2 separate regions of the Salmo salar genome follow, and region 2 is linked to region 1. A link is a contact called in public Hi-C data. All regions are on one chromosome and are shown on one strand. The core of a region is the stretch at or near the end of the contact, and the rest is flanking DNA. Distances in the headings are between cores, read along the strand shown. Region 1 holds the start of LOC123744265. Region 2 holds the start of LOC106610069 (gastrula zinc finger protein XlCGF48.2-like).

Region 1 (3,921 bases), core at 512-3,011:
AGGGGAATTTCTTTACTGGCTGCCTGAATGTAGCATTGACATTGTCCATATTTTGCCATTCTAACTCCATGGACCTTATCCATATATCAGTAAGCTCTGCTGCACGGCATGTCTCCACTGCCAAGACCAGTGTCAGGTCACGTTCTCTCAGCAAACGTCTGCTGGTGCCCTCATCAGTTATGCCAAGCACCATCTTATCTCTGATCAGTTCATCCCTTAAAGCGCCATAGTCACATGTAACTGCCTTTTCCCTTAGCCTAGTGACAAAGCTGTCAATGGACTCCCCGTCCTCCTGTTTGCAACAACCGAAAACATAACACTCGTAAATAACATTCTTTGCTGGCTTAAAGTAATGTTCAAGAGCATCAAGAATAGCTGTAGCGTTACCTTGCTGAACTGCTGTTAGGTTCAGGTTGTGTTTGTATACGTGTTGGCATTCAGTTCCCATTATAGTCCTCAAAATGGCAGCCACTACCTCATCGTCCTTTTCCCGAAAGTCCTGTTGCTAGTGCATAGTCCTCCCATTCACCTCTAAACGTATCCCAGTTTGTGCTCCAATCACCGCTGAACTTCATAACGGCGGGAGGGAGAATGTTCGCTGCCATGTCTAACCGGTGCTAACAACACTGAAGCTAACTAGCAACTCACTCTAGCTAAGGACAATTCCGGCGAAGTTTTACTCAAATAAGCATTTTTGGGGGGGTAAACCAGAACAGGTGACTCTAATTTGCGGAAAGCATGGTTAGTTATCCGACTCTGACACCATGTTTGAATGTTAAATGACGAGACAGAGGCATTGATGCGAGTAACCAGTCTGTTCAGTATATTGCAATACATCCGGGTATCCCAAGCACACCGGTAAAACACTGGAGTTGCAGTAATTAACATTTACCAACAGATGGCATCACTGTGTCACCCATAACAGATGGCTTGCTAGAGAACACTTTTTTGGAGGAGGGGGGGCTAGCTAGATAACACCTCACTCTGACCATTTTACTCGCCCTAGCAGAGCTGGTTAGGCCATTTCCATGTTATCTAGGGCGTTGGTGACTAACTGTGCTGCTGGCAACAATTTAATGACCTTTTTTGCAGACGTTTACTGACACCGACCATATTCAACCAGTGTTGTTCAGCCATTCGTAAATTCATCAGTTATTCTGCGCGAGAATGCTCTGAAATCGGAGTAGTAGTTAATAACACTGCCTGGCAAGTTCGACGTATTAGTAGCCAACTAAAGTTGGGTAGATAGCTAACATACCGGTACCTACTGCTCTAATGCTATGCGGTTTGTAAGGATAGTGTAGCTAACAAATTGTCAGCCAACATAACGTGAAACGTAAGTTATTTTAAAAGTCATTACATTGCTCAACATTTTTTACAATTTGTCATAATTAGTTAAAACAATGCATTTGTATTCGCCTTCGTCAAACTTCGGCTGCATATTTCCCGCCATTCTCTTCAAATCTGAAAACGTGAAGCCACGCTCATTTTCAGAAGAACTGCATTATGGGTCCTAAAAGCACGGAAAGTGTCCACTGCATGTAATTTGGCGAATTTAGTACGACTTTCGGGAACTTTTGACATACTAACTATATCCATACTATGACCAATAAGCATACTATATACTCAATTCAAGTCACAAATAGTGCGGTTAGTAGCTGAGTATTCGAACACAGCTCAGGTTTAGTGAAGAGGTGTCACACTCCAGTACAGTAGGTGGCGGTGTATGCACCTTTCAGTTGGTTGCGATCCGAAAATACAAATGTAAATAAGTAGTAAACGGAAGTGAATAGTGATCAAGAACAATTTTCACGTTAGCGTTTTTGTTTTGTTATTTAGACATTTATTAACACCCTGGAACTCAATGCGATTCATTTTGACTGCAAAACATCACATGCTTAACTCGGGTAGTCTTTAATTCACGTTGGAGACAGGACTTGGTTGATAGATGTTATCTAGGTAACGCTAGCTAGCTGCTAACGTTAGTTAACAATGGCAAACGGTATGGTTTTTCACACTCAAATAGCCTCGATTATGGAGGTGCTAGCGAATGCAGCCGTGGCAGAGATCTGTAAAGTCGTAGACGACGACTATGCAGTGTTTCGTTTGGAAATGTCTCAAAGCCAAAAAGAAAACAGGGGATTGCGAAGGAAACTACAGCTTCTGGAACTGAAGGTGGCACGGGAGCGCGCAGAGAGGACAATACGAGAGCGCGTCCTCGCCAGTCGTCCCAGTAGTGTCAAGATCCTCGATCGATACAGAGGAACGGCAAGAGGTACAATTTGTAGAACGCCCCGTTACCCTCTGGATATGTGTTCTGATGTGTTACCCAGAATTGGGTCTTGGTCAGTTTTTGGATAATATACAATACTTACCCTGATTATTAAGCTATCTTGCAATATTTTATTTATGTTTACCTTCATTTGACCAAGCAGGTCAATTAAGAAAAATATATTATTGCACAGAGACACGCTAGCCATTTTTCCCGAATACCCATACTTGCGTTGTAAATAGTAGGGTGTTAGGGGTCAAAATGAAACTGTTTCTGGTGTTATACTTTCTATTCCATGTTATAGAGAAGCTTCTCAGGATCACAACACCTTATTTCATGAGGATAGGACTTATTATTGCTAAAATACCTTATTTTCCAAGTGATTTTCCAAGGTCAAAGGTTGCGGACTGGTCAAGGTTAATCCCTAGTCCAGGGGTTTCAATTAAGCCCTAAACAACCAGGTGTGGGGAATTCCATACTAATTAGTGACCTTAATTAATCAATTAATTATAAGGGAGTAGTGGAAAAACCTGCAGACACTCTGCACTCCATGGAACACCTGTGCCCTAGTCAATGACACCAAATCACCTGTCTGGATTCTTAATTTCAACACATTTTGTCTAATGATGCAACTCAATATTATGAAGGTGTTCTTAATGTTTTGTAAACACGGTGTATATTATTATAATTTTTTTAAGTTTAAGGGATGGATCAGCCTTAATATATATATATATATCCACATTCATATGCACACTTTTTTTTAGAATATACCTTTATTATTTCCTGCAAACCCTACCACCCCTCCCCCAATTGGAGTAAACTAATAAACAATAGCACTTAGGCTTCTACCTTCAGTTTATACATATTATACACATTTTATACATATTATACACCCCATCGTGGGCATCTCGCTCTCTCATCAAATATCAGTATGTAGGTGCATTAATATGGTACATTGTGCAGCAAGGGTGACTTATATGGTCATAAGTGTACAGTAACAGTGCAAACATGATGAGCAGTAGCAGCATTGGTAACAGGTTATATACATAGTGTACAGTGCTGTATGCATTAGTATTTAAGAATGTTTACACTACGGAGTAAGATGCCACACACACATACACCAGGGGTAATAAGAGTACATATAATTGGGATTACATAATCCTGAACAAAAATCAGGTTAACTTTACCAGTTAGTAAGAGTTAGTTTATATAGCACAGTTATGTTCTATTCAGTAGCCTAACTGATTAGGTCTAACTGATTAGGCCTAGAGTGTCAAATAATATGCCCTAAGCTGTGCCGTGCCACCTACACACACACACACACCACACACAGCCCACACAGACACAAACTTCCTCACCAACACACACACACACATTTCTCACTAAGTCTGAACTGTAACGCAGAAGGTTGCCCTACAAGTCTAAAAACACAGCTTACTTTTAAGGTTGTGCTACACCTGAGATGGGTTACATTGTAATGTTATGTTTGGTCTTGATGAGTTACTCTAGTGATGGGAGGGTAAACTGCACCGTTTCCAGCAAATAATTAGCCTTGGCTCAGACAGAGTGAGCTTCTGCTAGCCACCTGCACAGCAAGATGGATGGAACACATTTTAAATTCACAGGTATTTAGCTTTTATTGATTGTAT
Region 2 (3,921 bases), core at 854-3,353, 180 kb after region 1:
GATCAATCACCTTCAACTTGAAAGCTGCATCATATGCATTTCTCCGTGTCTTTGCCATGATGAGGGTGACAAAATGACTACCGTAATCAGAATGATGGGAAGTTTGAGAGCGCTCGATTTAATCTAAACAGTAAACAAAAAAGTTGTTTGACCTTAACCCGTTCGGCAATTTCATTGGTCTAATGAAAGCTTCATGCCGCCAAAAAACTGAGCACGTCACAGAATGTGTTTTTTGGAGAAAAAAATATTGAAAGCGGGAAAAATCCATATATTAGCCGCGTCATTGTTTAAGCCGCGAGGCTCAAAGCGTGGGAAAAAAGTTGCGGCTTATAGTCCGGAATTTACGGTAATCAAGAATCTGGTGAGAATATGATATTGTGTATGCAAGAATAATTTGTTCTTAACTGACATGCCTGGTAAAATAAAGGTAAAATAAAAATGTTTTTTAAGATAGCTAAGTAATTAGTGGAAGTATGGCATACTATCCAAAAACTGACCAAGAACCAATTCTGGGCAGTGGTGTAAAGTACTTAAGTAAAAATACTCAGGCAGACAGAATTATGGTACAATTCACACACCTATCAATGTAACGCAATGTCATTCCTACTGCTTCTGATCTGGCGGACTCACTAAACCCAAATACTGAGTTTGTAAATTATGTCTGAGTGTTGTAGTGTGCCCTATCTGTCCGTAAAAAAATACAAATCATGCTCTCTGGTTTGCTTAATATAAGGAATTTCAGGTATAGTATTTAAGTATGAATATTGAGTACCTTTTTCCATTACTGTACTTCATGGAAAACTCCAACCAAAACTATATTTTGGTATTTGTTTCATTAGTCCATTGTTGATATATGCAAAACATTTTGGGACTGTCAGTAATCAAGATTTCAAGATATCTAACTTTCAAAATACAGAAACACAGCCGGTATGATGCATTTTGCATTTTAAAAACCAGATACTTTTAGACTTTTGCTCAAGCAGTATTTTACTGAGTGACTTACACTTTAATTTGAATACTTTTCTATCAAGGTATCTTTACTTTTACTCAAGTATGACAATTGAGTAATTTTTCCACCATTGATTCTGGGCAACACATCTAAAACCATGCACAGTGGCAGTGGAACCTAGCTAATTTCTGATACATAAGAAATTGTTTCACTACAGAGGCAGCAAAACTGTACTTCAATGTTATGCTACTCCCCCACTTAACATACTGCTCGACTAGTTGGGCCCAAGCTTGCTGTCCAACATTAAAACCCATTCAGTCTGTCTACAAACAGGCTCAAAGTGCTTGATAGACATCATCACTGTTACATCCTCAGATCTGAGAAAAGCTTGTGCAACACACCCTGACGCATGTCTTGTATTCAAGATCCTAACCGGCCTGGCTCCCCCTCCACTTAGTACTTTTGTCAAACAGAAAACCCAAACCCATGGCAGCAGCTAGAAGTGACAGTATTGTTAGTTCCCTTAAGGAAAAGCACCTTTAGTCAAACTGCTTTCTCTATGAGACCTTCACATGTCTGGAACACACTGCCATCAGAAACACATAACTGCACCATCACAAAAACATAGTGAAATGGCTAAAGGACTATCAGATTTGTGAACATAATCTCTGTAAAAATAAACTCGGCATTCTGCAAAATGTACCTCTTGCCATTCCTCTGTATCGGTCGAGGATCTTGACACTACTGGGACGACTGTCGAGGACGCGCTTTCGCGTTGTCCTCTCTGCGCGCTCCCGTGCCACCTTCAGTTCCAGTAGGTGTAGTTTCCTCCGCATTGCCCCGTTTTCTTTTTGGCTTTGAGTTATTTCCAAACGAAACACTGCATAGTCGTCGTCTACGAGTTTACATATCTCTGCCACGGCTGCATTCGCTAGTACCTCCATGATGGAGGCTATTTGAGTGTGAAAAAACACACAGTTAGCCATTGTTAGCTAAAAAATATATCAACCAAGTACTGTCTACAACGCGAATTAAATACTACCTGATGTAAGTATGTGATGCTGTGCAGTTAAATTACTCATTTTGAGATATAGAGTGTTAATAAACGACTAGATAAATTAAAACCCTAACGTGAAAATCGTTCTTCCGTTTACACTGAAAAGAAAATATCTTATTGGTTGGCGTCATAGCTCAAAGGGTGTGGTTAAATGAAAGGTTTGCGCGCTGTTCTTTTGAAATACGGTACTGTTTATTAAATTACACATTAAATCTCCTATGTTCAGCAGTGTTGGGGAGTAACTAAGTACATGTACTCGCTAACACGCTCACTTAGTGGCGTGTATTCATGGATGGCAAGGGAAGCCAGGCTTCCCAAAACAATTGACCAAGAAAATAAGACATATTTCGTCTCTGCGTTTCAATTCGTAATAGGCTGAATGTATCTCACCGGAGAAAGCATCCGAGCGATTGAAACCGCTTGGTTTCAGTATGTTTAGCTGTATCTATCTGGTCAGAAAGTGTATGACATTGTTGCCGCCAGTAGCATGGAAAGCCTACGAACATTTGGCCTCCCTTGATATTTTTTAAAAAATAACAGCCAATCAGTGTTGAGCTAAACAGTGAGCTCAGTTGCGAATGGTTCTGGCTCACCAACAAACAAAAAAAGTGCCAAGCCAGTTTGGATTTGGCTTCAGACCAATCACATCACAAGCCAAACTTAATTATTGACAGTAAAAAACTTGAACTGTTGCATCTCGTTGCGTTACCTAAAATCGCCCCTTTCCTAAATTAGCCATCGATGGAGATAAGAATTTGGACTTGTGGTTTTACTTAATTCTCCGTATTGGCCAATGATTATAACAACAATTCTGACCCAACCATAAATTCATACATTGTGCCCCTGGCCTGTGAGGATGGAAGTTCAACATGTAGCTAGCTAGATGTAGTATGCTAATATTAACTAGCTGGCCTGACGTATTCTTGCCCATGAAAGGAAGTTAGCGAGCAAGTATTTGTCAGGTAGCCTAGGACAACAAAATCTAAAAGTGTGTACTGTATGACAGAGTCATAGACAGTTTAGGCAACATGAAAGAGGAGGATGGCATTGGCATTTCGCTACAAGTAGGGTGAGTGAACATGTTTTTTCTACTTGCACACACACACATCGGGATTGTATATACAGTACCATTCACAAATTTGAACACACCTACTCATTCCAAGGTTTCTCTTTATTTGTACTATTTTCTACATTGTAGAATAACATTTTAGAATAATAGTGAAGACATCAAAACTCTGAAATAACACATATCATGTAGTAACCAAAAAAAGTGTGAAAAAAATTCTAAATATATTTTATATTTCAGATTCTTCAAAGTAGCCACCTTTTGCCTTGATGACAGCTTTGCACACTCTCAACCAGCTTCACCTGGAATGCTTTACCAACAGTCTTGAAGGAGTTCCCACATATGCTGCTTTTCCTTCACTCTGCGGTCAAGAAAAACCCTTAAATGAGTAGGTCTGTCCAAACCTTTGAATGGTACTGTACATACACCCACACACACATCAGTACCATGGACCGCCACATCATATTTAGCTTACATTGAGTGGACTAAATTGTTTTGTATTGTTTAGTTGTCACTGTATTAGACTAACCATAGGTGATTAGATGATGTTGAAATGATGCTGGAATAATGGAGGCTGCTCCTGTTTTCTTTGAGACTTGCGGTAACTCTCTGTGGTTCTATATCAATAGTTGTTTATCAGTTCAAAAATGTCAGAAACATTACCTTGCTTGACCATGCTGTAGGTCATGTAACTGTTACATGCAATATTTTTGATGGACTTCACCAGACAGTTTTTGTAGTGAAACAAATGTGTGGTTGAATTTATTCAGTTTTCTCATTGACATTCAATTCAGCATTGAAATAGACCACTATGATGACACCAAATGCGTTTGATGGATCCATTTTGCC

The links. A called contact is a pair of places that touch in the nucleus more often than the background predicts.
Region 2: a Hi-C map of gill shows a contact between it and region 1, with 2.5 times the contacts expected there. The contact joins the promoter of LOC106610069 here to the promoter of LOC123744265 in region 1. A contact is called at or near these places in 2 of 3 Hi-C or Micro-C datasets (gill and muscle).

What each region holds. Positions count from the first base shown.
Region 1 is chrssa08:8,726,129-8,730,049 of Ssal_v3.1, forward strand. It overlaps LOC123744265, which reads left to right and starts at 1,762. Exons shown (of 3, transcript XM_045723183.1): 1 at 1,762-2,275. The coding sequence starts at 1,993. All of the region lies in intron 5 of LOC106610073 (zinc finger protein 214), which reads left to right. All of the region lies in intron 1 of LOC106610072 (neurotrophin receptor-interacting factor homolog), which reads right to left. LOC106610155 (a long non-coding RNA gene) reads right to left here and starts at 902. Exons shown (of 2, transcript XR_001329857.2): 1 at 388-902; 2 at 1-292.
Region 2 is chrssa08:8,910,036-8,913,956 of Ssal_v3.1, forward strand. It overlaps LOC106610069 (gastrula zinc finger protein XlCGF48.2-like), which reads right to left and starts at 2,104. Exons shown (of 7, transcript XM_014209204.2): 1 at 1,653-2,104. The coding sequence starts at 1,935. All of the region lies in intron 5 of LOC106610073 (zinc finger protein 214), which reads left to right. The region is part of intron 1 of LOC106610081 (zinc finger and SCAN domain-containing protein 2); the gene reads right to left.